Linked DNA regions of Drosophila melanogaster: region 2 is linked to region 1. The links are chromatin contacts, called in public Hi-C maps. All regions are on one chromosome and are shown on one strand. The core of a region is the stretch at or near the end of the contact, and the rest is flanking DNA. Distances in the headings are between cores, read along the strand shown. Region 1 holds the start of Hpr1. Region 2 holds the start of gzl (godzilla E3 ubiquitin protein ligase).

Region 1 (5,629 bases), core at 1,802-4,301:
GCAGCGGATCGAGGGCACCGAGGCCGCGGCGTTCAATATGAAGTCGAAGGGCAATCGCAACCGTTCAACTTACAGTAGTGCTGCCCAGCAGAAGGGTCTGACCACTGGAGTGAAGAAGAACAACTGGCGTAAGAAGCACGAGGACTTCATTCAGTCGATTAGAGCGGCCAAGCAGGTGAAGGCGCACTTGGCGCGCGGCGGCAAGTTGAGCGACCTGCCACCACCGCCACCTTCGGAGAATCCAGACTATGTCCAGTGTCCCCACTGTGGTCGCCGATTCAACGAACAGGCTGCGGAGCGTCATATCCCCAAGTGCGTTAACATGGTGCACAACAAGCCCCGTAACGGTCCGCCGGCCAAGAGGCGTTGAGTGGTGATTGGGAATAGATATTCGCCCATTCTTTTACTTGTGATAAAGAAGTTTTATGATTGAAACGAAATTATAATAACTAGGGTGGGATCGGCATGGGGATGATGCTAATCAGAGAGCACCTCATCGTCGTTACCGGAGGCAGAAGGCGGCAGTGGATCCAGATTTTTCGCGCTCAATAATCGCCTTCACCGCTTCGGCGGCCTTATTCATCTCCAATCCCTCTAGCATGTACGCCCAGTTTTCCAGGGTGGCGTCGTCGTCATCGGATATCCAGTTTGTCAGCATCTTAACGCAGGCCACGTTCGCCGTAGGATGCTCCATTTGAAAGAAGAGAAGTTCATCGTTGGTGAAGCCAATCTTCTTTCCCACCTTCATCCATGGCTCGCCTATAAGGGGCGCCACCTCTTCGATATGCTCTTTGGTAACCATAAGGGGTTTCTCGTGCGCCGGTACCTCATCCACCTCTTCCACCACAGGTTCGTTGTCCTCTACTTCAAGATCCTGCTCTGGTTCACCGTCCTGAAGGGCGACCGTAGCATCCTGCTCGCCCTCCGTATGAACGTTGTTGACCGACAGGCCAAAATTGTTCTCAGAAGAGTTGTTCGATAAAAGGGCAGCAGGTTTGGGCTCTTTGTCCCGGATGAGACGTTTGCGCACTTGCTCAAGATAATCGGAGATCTTGCTCGATGGCTGAGAGAGCGACGTAAAGAAGTGCGGTGTTTGGCGGGCAAGCAAGCGCAGAGCTCGCCACTCAAAAGCGGGATCAACCTTTTCGTGCGGCGTTTCTAAATATGTCTCCAGCAGCGGTAGGAAGTTTCGCTGTTCACTTTTGCAGGCCTGCAAGTTATCTGGAGAGTAGTTCCACAAACGTGTTAGGTTGTCACTGGAAGTGAAATATTTTAGAACTGGCTTAGTTTGACTTACGTTCGATACTTACTTTCCCAAATAAAACTTGCCGCTGCGGGAAGCATCGCGCAGTGCATCGCCCAATGGACGGCGCGGTCTTTTATTGGGAGTTGGCTTCGAGTCCTCTTCGCTGAGAGTTGGTTCCTCGGGCTTCTTGAATTCCTTGCAGCCTTCGTTCTTCCAGTTGTTCCACATCTCTTCGCGGGCCAGCATGTGATACACTGTCCGTGAAAACCGCTTACCGTACGGTGGTGTCTCCTCTAGCAACTTATAAACACGCGACTCTGTTTCCTTGATAAAGTCCGCCTGGTCTGCAGTCAAGGTTTGAGTATCACTGAAAGTACAATCATTAAAGTTTGTTCGTTTTCCCTGGACTTTCTTCATATTCGAACCTTTTAAACTTTACACTGACTTGCAGGTACTGAAATAGAATTAGAAACTGCACCAGAACAGCACGTCGAAAATTAGCGTCGGAGAGCTGCAGAGCCAAAAGCTTGGGATTGGTTAGAAACTTGGCGAAGAAGTGATTCGCCTTGATGACGGAAGACACCGCCGTGGTGTCTACTGCCTCCTCGTCCACATCCATTGCTTGGTCAGTACCGCTCGCATTTTCGTTGCTACTTTGGCGCACGTCTTCCAGCTTGAAGCTCGAGAAGGACTGTAGTATGTTGTCAGCGTGCTGGAAGGGGAAAGTAACAATATATGAATATGAACCAACATGGGGCAGGATTATTAATAACCAATATTTATGAGCAAGCTAGCTGGCAAACATCTTTGATCTCTTTCCAAGATATATATATATTCTACAATTGTAATTGTGCCAAGCCACTGCTTACCATCTGGAACATCTTCCACTGCGGCTTATTGTAACACTGGTTGGGATTTCGGAAAAAGTCCTGCAGCGACCAAAACTTGCAGTACAGGTCGTAGTCGATCTTTAGGGGGATGTCCTCAGCGGTATCCTCCAGCTCCTTGTTGTCGCTTTCGTCGTGGTCTTTGCTGTCCAGACCGTACTCCGTAAAGTTGTCCAGGTTGAATTCGGAGACGATGTTGAGGCCAGACCGCTCCGAAAAGGGAAAGAACTTTGAGAGGAAAAGCTGGATGCGGCCACAGAAGACGGTGTTCTGGGTGCGCGAAAGTCGACGCAGCAGGTCGTTGCACATGCGTAGAATGTTGTTCTTGCATGAGGAAAAGAAGATCTCCTCCTTCCACACCTCCACCATATCCTCGACAAACTGAAATATCTTCTGGCACTTGTCCAGAGTGACCACGTCGAAGGTGTCGATCAGCAGAACCACGGGTATGGTGTTGGACACAATCTCGGCCCGCGTGGCTTCCACGGAGAGGCGTACAAGCTCTCCAATGCGACTCACATCTTCGTCCAGCCGCTTCATCAGGAGCACGCGGAACGCGTGGTCCATGGGTAAGCGCTTGTCGTGCTCGGTGTTGGCCGGGAATCTATTGTACTCCTTGACCAACAGCTCCACTTTGCCGTCGGTGATGGCCAATTCAAGGGCTTTCTGAAAATTATTATTTTCTATCAGATCGGAACATTGCCGGTTTCGGGGCCATTCATCAACGTTTTACCTCAAACGCCGACTGTAGCGCAAAGTAGTTGGCCAACTTCTCCGGAGCCGTGTTAGCCACTTCTACGGCGGTGCTCATATTGATTTAAATAATATTTTTGGCGACAACAGATAAAAACAATAAACTAATTTGTTTTTTCAATCAAAACATCACGAGTGCTGCCAACTCGTTTTGGTTAGTATATAATGCGCCGCTATAGTACTTTAAAGACCAAAAAATCGATGACAAATCGATTATAATTTTTTTTAGGCGCCTGTAAGTTAGTTTTTTTAAAAAAGTGTTTTTTTTTTTTTGTTAGCAAAATTTGTCCTTTTGCACCACATAAACCTGTTTTTGAAACACCAATTAGGTAATGAGGGTTTTTAGGTCCTATTCCTTAGAACATAATACTCTGTTTGTAAGCTTTTTTTTTCTTATTGACCCGAAAGACTTTTAAAAAAGCAACTACATAATATTTTTGTTAAATTGGTAACAAATATAATGAAAAAATATATTATTTTATTCTTCACTGCGATAAATAAAAATTGCATTTTAAATGCATTTCTCAAAATCGAATTTTTCTTATTAAACGTCAAAAACCACACATTGAATAAACTTTCATCATACATCAATTTAAAGGCCGAATGGTTTGTAGATAACGATAGCATTGAGCTGGGGCACGCGAACACTCCCGCTATCAGCTATTCCGACAATCACGCATAGATTTCAGATTCCAATTACTTTCCCACTGTGTGCGAGGTCGCACAAGCTTCATAAGTGCGCCAGGCGTATACAATGAGAATCGGGTACGGCTTTATTCCAAATCTTAAGCTCAGGCGAAGTGGCCATGCGCAAGTCGATTATATACATTCTGCTGTGGATTCTGGGGCTAAGCAGATTCTGCAGCAGCTCTGTGCTTAAAGAATTTTTTCCCGACTACAACTACCACAGGCCTTCTTGGTTCCAGTTCTATCCTGACTATTACAACAGAGGTTATTCCCAGCCACAGCCAGAAAGGCCTGCAAAATCGGCGCGGTCATACAAGGACATCTGCAGGTTGGTCAACACCAACGGATTCACAAACCCCGGAGGAGTGCCTAGGTGCCCTTACTAACTTGCTTAACATTTTTATCTACATATACAACACTCATATATTCTAAATAAAAATAAATTGCATTTACCATACTATACTAGGCTGTACCAAAGACACTAGAATAACAAGATGCGTAACGGCCATACATTGGTTTGGCACTATGCAGCCACTTTTTTGGTGACGGCCAAAATTACTCTCTTTCCGCTCACTCCCGCTTAGAGCGTAAGAAATCTAAAAATATAATTTGCTTGCTTGTGTGAGTAAAAACAAGAGACGAGAACGCGTATAAGTGTGCGTGTTGTGCTAGAAGACGATTTTCGGGCCGAAATCAATTCTGATCGAAGAAACGAATTTACATGGTACATATTAGGGTAGTTTTTGCCAATTTCCTAGCAATATGATAAAATAAAAAATTTTTAAAAATTCGCGCCCTGGCTATTATAATTTTAAAGCTTTTTTAAATTTCTTTGTTAAAATCGCCGCTCGAATTAGCTACCGTTTACACATTTGTATTTATGTTTAATTCTAATTTGTCTCTCATCTGACAATTTTTTAAAACCGAAATATTTTTTTTGAAACACTTTTAATGTTAATGTTACATCATATTAAGTCAAATGATTTAATAAATATACTAAATAATTAAATATGCAATTAAATTAAATTGCAAAAGTAATATCAAAGACAATAGAATTATTCTAGTGTCTTTGCTTTGTTCATATCTTGAGGCACGAAGTGCGGACACAAGCACTCAACAATCATTGCCTTATTAATTTTTCACACGCCGCAAGATGAATACTCTAATGACAAATATTCTTATATAAATTCATTTTTGAAATTTATTTTTGTGATAATATGTACATAGATTTGACTATTTCTAATCTATTTTCAAATAATAATAACGTTAAGGCAATGCAAAACAAGAATTTTTCGCATGGTGCCAATTGATAAAAAATAATATAGATTTAAAGCCAAAGAACTTCTAAGGTGAAGGGCATATTTTGTCAAATTTACAATGCATGTGAATACGTGTGCACACATACAGATGTCTGCTATCACTTTGTGCGTTGAAAAGAGCTGTTCGCTGTAGCGCTCTTCGCTCTCTCGCTCTCTAACAAAAATTCGAGAGAGCCTGGAGCCACCTCTAGAGCCACGGCCAAAAAATCGTGTGCCAAAAAATCGTATGGCGTTACGCATCTTGTTATTCTAGGGTCTTTGGCTGTACCACGTTTACAACTTAGGCAAATCACTAAATAATATAAATATAGGAGCTGTGCTTACAAGGTATGGTCATGTGCTAAGCTTAATCTAGCTATACCTAGACAACAGAAGCGACAACCTTAAGCTATTTTGGGAACGGGTTTTGTCCATTTGTGGAGTCTTAGAAGAGTCGCTTTTGGACGATGTAAAAGACACAGGCGAGGAACAAGGAGAAGGCGAAGAAGAGCAGCATTTTGTCAGTGCACTCGCGTCGTCCGTACTTTTTGAGCAGCTTGCCGGACATGCTAATGCTGCCGGCCGTGTGGTGCAGTTCGTCGCTGGTGGCCTCCACATTTTGCGACGAGGCCACGAGCGTTTCCAGGGTGATGGCGCTCTTCTGGGTGGTCTCCGAGAGGTGCCGCGATATAGCCAGCATCTTCTCGGTCACGTCGTTCTCCTGCGAAACCAGACTGCCCTGGTTGTGCCGCGCCCGT
Region 2 (5,629 bases), core at 2,092-4,591, 560 kb after region 1:
TTCTGTTCGTGGAACCTTTGGGACGCCCACGCGGCTTCACAGCCATCGGCTTCTCTGCATTTCCAGCTGGTGCGGCCGCTGTAGTGGGTTTCGCCTGCTGCCGCTTCATCTGGCGCAGCTTGTTCTCGTACTTCTCGATCTCCCGCATGTGCGTGTCCAGTAGGTGGACGTTCAGAGCCCGGCGCCTCGTGTACGCCATGCGGCAGTGCACGCAGCGGTAGGTTTCACTGTGCTCCAGATGCATAAAGTAGTGGTACTGCAGGAGGGCGATTGTCTTGTGGGCATTCTCCACCCATTTGAAGCACAGCTGGCACTCATGGAATCGCTCGTCGATCTGGATGAAGTTGAAATCTGAGTACGTCTTCTTTAGATAGTCGTGTTTCTGTGGGCACATTTCAAACCATTATTAAAGCAGAACTTGATTTGCACAAAACCCGCAACTTGCCGTGTTCAGATGCTGTCGCCACTCCGCCTGAGTGCGGAACGCCTTGCCGCATTCCGGACATATGTAAACCATGTGCGCCTCCAGACGCGCATTAAGCCGACTTTGTTCATCCGAGAGCGTCACGTTCCGCGACATTTTCCCTAACATTTAAGCGACAAACTGCAAATGAAATCCAAACAAACTAGACAGCGCTTTGTGAATTTATCGTTATTTGCTATGGCGACAATCGTTTATCTAAAAAGAGGTAATCGATAACCGTGACTGTGAACGGATATCGGCTGTCACTTTATTTTGATAGAACATTACAAAACTTTGAAGTTTTTAAATACCTTGTAGGGCTTGAATATGCAATCTTATAATATCTACTTTTCCAATTTGTTTATCAAAATCTCTTGGAATAAATATTATTTTTCTGCCCAAACGATACGATACACTTGCTTCCAAAGAATAACTGCACTTCTGTTATCGGACATCGCTAGAAAATCCAACTTTTCTGCCCGCGCCGCGAATTGTAAGAGTTTGGGGAAAAGTATAAAATATCCAGATAGAAGCAACATATGATTAGCAAACATTAAGCCATGTCGAGCGCGTCAAAGTCGACGGTAAGTCTTTACCCTGCCGCTTCCGGCGCCAACACTTATTTGCGGTCTTCGCTTGATTTCATGCAGCCGAGCGCTGCCAGCGGGAGCTCCACGTCCGCAGCTGCCGCCGCCGCAGCCTCTGTCGCCTCAGGATCCGCCTCGTCATCCGCCAACGTGCAGGAGTTCAAGATCCGCGTGCCCAAGATGCCCAAGAAGCACCATGTGATGCGGTTCAACGCCACGCTCAATGTGGATTTCGCGCAGTGGAGAAATGTGAAACTGGAGCGGGAAAACAACATGAAGGAGTTCCGGGGCATGGAGGAGGATCAGCCCAAGTTTGGTGCTGGATCGGAGTACAACCGGGATCAGCGCGAGGAGGCGCGCCGCAAGAAGTTTGGCATTATAGCGAGAAAGTACCGTCCAGAGGCACAGCCATGGATCCTTAAAGTGGGTGGCAAGACTGGAAAGAAGTTCAAAGGCATCCGCGAGGGCGGCGTAGGCGAGAATGCAGCTTTCTATGTGTTCACCCATGCACCAGACGGCGCCATTGAGGCATACCCCTTGACCGAGTGGTACAACTTCCAGCCTATTCAGCGCTACAAATCGCTGTCGGCGGAGGAGGCCGAACAGGAATTTGGTCGGCGCAAAAAGGTGATGAACTACTTCTCCCTTATGTTGCGAAAGCGTCTGCGCGGCGATGAGGAAGAGGAGCAGGATCCGGAGGAGGCTAAGCTAATTAAGGCAGCCACCAAAAAATCCAAGGAGCTCAAGATCACTGACATGGATGAATGGATTGATTCCGAGGATGAGTCGGATTCGGAGGACGAGGAGGATAAAAAGAAGAAGGAGCAGGAAGACAGCGACGATGGCAAGGCCAAGGGAAAGGGCAAGAAGGGCGCAGACAAGAAAAAGAAAAAGAGGGATGTTGATGACGAGGCCTTCGAGGAGTCGGACGATGGTGACGAGGAGGGCAGAGAAATGGACTACGACACCAGCTCCAGTGAAGAGTATGTGCCCCAAACGATTCTGATAATGGCAATACAATTTGGACCACATCTACTAATTTCTTATACCCTATTCTAGCGAACCAGATCCAGAGGCAAAGGTGGACAAGGACATGAAAGGCGTGGCCGAGGAAGATGCGCTCCGCAAGCTGCTTACCTCCGATGAAGAGGAGGATGATGAGAAGAAGTCTGATGAGTCGGACAAGGAGGATGCCGACGGCGAGAAAAAAAAGAAGGATAAGGGCAAGGACGAGGTATCCAAGGACAAAAAGAAGAAGAAACCCACAAAGGACGACAAGAAGGGCAAGTCGAATGGCAGCGGTGACTCGTCCACAGACTTCAGCTCTGACAGCACAGACTCCGAGGACGACCTTAGCAACGGACCGCCCAAGAAGAAGGTCGTCGTCAAGGACAAAGACAAGGAAAAGGAAAAGGAGAAAGAGAGCGCTGCGAGCAGCAAGGTCATCGCCAGCAGCAGCAATGCCAATAAATCTCGCTCGGCCACTCCAACGCTCTCGACGGATGCCAGCAAGCGCAAGATGAACAGCTTACCCAGCGATCTCACCGCTTCGGACACAAGCAACAGTCCCACCAGCACGCCAGCAAAGAGGCCTAAGAACGAGATTAGCACATCGCTGCCCACTTCCTTCTCTGGCGGCAAAGTAGAGTGAGTAAAGCCGTGATATACTGGAATTCCTAATTCTAATTTCATGTATTTTGTTTAGGGACTACGGCATCACCGAGGAGGCGGTGCGTCGGTATCTTAAGCGAAAGCCCCTGACCGCCACCGAGTTGCTCACCAAGTTCAAGAACAAGAAGACGCCTGTCTCCAGCGACCGTTTGGTCGAGACCATGACGAAAATCCTGAAGAAGATCAATCCCGTCAAGCACACCATCCAGGGGAAAATGTATCTCTGGATCAAGTAGCCCGCAGTCATGTGATTTTAATGTTTCATAACTCAAATGCATTATTGTTCAACACAAAATATAAACGCACCACTGAAAATCGGTTAATTTTCTTGGTTAATTCGAAAAGGCAAGTAGTATTTTGCACAGAAACTGATTTTAACCAATTCATTGTATTTGTACTTCTAGAATCTTAAAAACTAGTTATTAATGCTATATCTTAGTATTATATTTCTATATGGTTTCAGGTTCTGAAGTTGAGAATTCTAAATTCTGTACAATGATCTGAAACAGTTGCTGAGAATACTGGATTTTAATATTTTTAAAATTTTAGTCGATAGCTATCGAAATATGGGAGTAATCGATGTACGAAAACATCGCCGTCAGGAAGCCAGCAGCAGCTATACATCGATTTAGTTCCAGCTCTAGCCCTGTATATGTGTCTGTGTTCGGGTGGGATGTAAATTCTAATATCCGATAATTAGAAAAGTGAACCAAACCCAAAGCGTTCTTATCGCGACTGTCATGCTCTTTTCGCAGCCACTGCGCTGTCCCCGCTGAACCACGACCACCAACTAAAGGAACCCGAGGAGTCCGAGCCCCAAAAGGGAGCAAAACAAAGTACAACGCAATACCAGTGCGATGGCGACGAGTGAGGAGGCGAGCGAGTGCTGAAAAAATAGGATTGGATACAGGAACTGGCCAGAAGTCGCTCCAAACGGTCAACTAAGAGCACGAGAAGCCCTAATCAAGTGAGTGACCAGTGGATTTACGCGAATGGGCGTCGGGAAAGCAAAAGGAAATCGCTCAGCTGCTTTGTTGTTGTGCTAATTGAACGCACACAAGCACAGTAGCAGGCACGCACACAGAGGCGCCTAAAAAAAACAACAAAAGCGAATATACGAAATTTAAGTGCAATAACTTGTGGGCTGCTGCCTCCAATCGAGGCCGCTTTTCACCTGTAACCCACCGTTGTACACCATTCAGGAAACACCTGCCTAGTGCCTATGTATGTATGTATGCGTGTTTGCGTGAGCGTATGCCCTCCCCCAAAAAGGAAAACCTTGAAACCACACTCGTGCCTTGTAAAGTTCAAGGTGTGTGTGTGTGCGCGTGTTTGTGTGTTGGTGGGTGGGTGCTGCGTACGCTGTGTAATGTGTAAATTGATATCGGCCTTCCAAACAAAGCGAATTAACGCGAATTGCATTCCTCGTCGCTAAACATTCAATCCGTATGTCAGGATTGTTTAAAACAATCCAGTCAATACATATGTATCTCTACATATCCAGATAGCTACTCTAGCTTTTTTGCAAGCGCTTTTGCAAGGAAAATTATATACAAGTTTTGAAAATTGCGAAATGACCATACTATTAATTGGCAAAAGATCGCCAAGTTGCTAAAAAATTGTGTAGAAACATATGCGATAGTAACCAACATTTTAATAATTTGTTGAACTACTTGTTTGTCAAAGGAATAGCATTCTAGTTGAAATCATCTTAAAAACAAACTCCTTCTACACCGTAGTCGTTTCTTTATAACATGCCATGAAATGGAAATAGAATGTTACATGGTAGGATCACCAACTCATACCTGAATGCAAAGACTGTTGGGCAATCCGTAGGGCGTAATTCTATTAAACGCACGCGCCTCCCCAGATTGAATTTCTCATTGGAACAACGAATGTCGGCCTCCCATTTATTGTTTAACCATCCAATAAAAACAAAGTCACGTTCTCATTGGAGCCTTTGCTCCGATTGTCTACCGATGTGCTAATGCCAGTGACGTTTTCTTTGTCAAATCGTAACTTTAATAAACATTTTGTGACATATTTGCACACCTCCCCTCGGCTGTGTATTAGCAGAATTTGTAATATATGTACGAATAGAAACTTTCCACTTTTTCTGCCCCAACTGTGGACCGACGGTGCGTCGACGCTAAATAGTTAAATGTGCATGCGGTCTGGGTTCTGGTTTTAGCATGGAGCGGTGTTCGTGACTCATCAACCTATTTGTTCCGACTACAGCAGCTGCCGCCCAAGATCTCGGCCACTATTATTTGATCGCGATAAAATTAATTGATGGCAAATTGAGTACAATAGCAGCCAAGGAGCGAAACGCGTTGATTTTTCTGTTCTGTTTGAAGTAACCATTAATGCATTCGCGAAAACCCGAACGAACCGTCGTCTGCCTGACTGTGTCAACAAACAAACCAGCTGTAAGTGCAGCGTGACTGAAGAAACGCAAATTTTTTCAGAGTAAGCAAATCAACAATACCCCCAGTTGGCCGTTTATCTTATCAGCTGAGCTCTTTGTTGCCATGGCCTCGTAGGCGGAGAGGTTTACGCCTAGGTTGACTACACGCAGGATAATACTCGAGTTGCAAAAATTATTATTATTATTTATATAAATAGTTATAGCACCCAAATAAATAATCATTCATAATATGTTAAAAAACATTTTCTTTTGTTTTAAGTCCGAAGTCCAAGCGCACAGAATCGCTGGCGGTGGGACACAGATGAGACATGCGAATGGTGCGGATGTTGAAGACAAATCGCTACAGCACTGGACATAGCGGACTAGAGCAATAACAGTACAGACCAAGTCCCGATCATCTCCAGAACGTGTGTCCTCCGCGACAGAATGTCCAAGAGAAGTTGCCAGATACTCACCCTGTTGGGCTTGTGCCTGGTCTGT

What was found. A called contact is a pair of places that touch in the nucleus more often than the background predicts.
Region 2: a contact with region 1 is called in a Hi-C map of the Kc167 cell line, with 3 times the contacts expected there. The contact joins the promoter of gzl here to the promoter of Hpr1 in region 1. A contact is called at or near these places in 2 of 107 Hi-C or Micro-C datasets (the D17-c3 cell line and the Kc167 cell line).

Annotation. Positions count from the first base shown.
Region 1 is chr3R:5,818,389-5,824,017 of dm6, forward strand. It overlaps Hpr1, which reads right to left and starts at 3,052. Exons shown (of 5, transcript NM_141337.2): 1 at 2,867-3,052; 2 at 2,116-2,799; 3 at 1,672-1,958; 4 at 1,311-1,613; 5 at 406-1,256. The coding sequence starts at 2,944. The coding sequence ends at 503. CG46303 reads left to right here and starts at 3,584. Exons shown (of 1, transcript NM_001347780.1): 1 at 3,584-4,047. The coding sequence starts at 3,693. The coding sequence ends at 3,959. Sec20 (Secretory 20) reads right to left here. Exons shown (of 2, transcript NM_141338.3): 2 at 3,638-5,629. The coding sequence ends at 5,317. CG42675 reads left to right here. Exons shown (of 5, transcript NM_001202252.3): 5 at 1-432. The coding sequence ends at 370.
Region 2 is chr3R:6,379,573-6,385,201 of dm6, forward strand. It overlaps gzl (godzilla E3 ubiquitin protein ligase), which reads left to right and starts at 3,342. Exons shown (of 9, transcript NM_169139.2): 1 at 3,342-3,949; 2 at 5,409-5,629. The coding sequence starts at 5,576. TfIIFalpha (Transcription factor IIFalpha) reads left to right here and starts at 895. Exons shown (of 4, transcript NM_079522.4): 1 at 895-1,047; 2 at 1,114-2,033; 3 at 2,110-2,697; 4 at 2,756-3,032. The coding sequence starts at 1,024. The coding sequence ends at 2,957. CG1024 reads right to left here and starts at 635. Exons shown (of 3, transcript NM_001275386.1): 1 at 446-635; 2 at 1-382. The coding sequence starts at 592.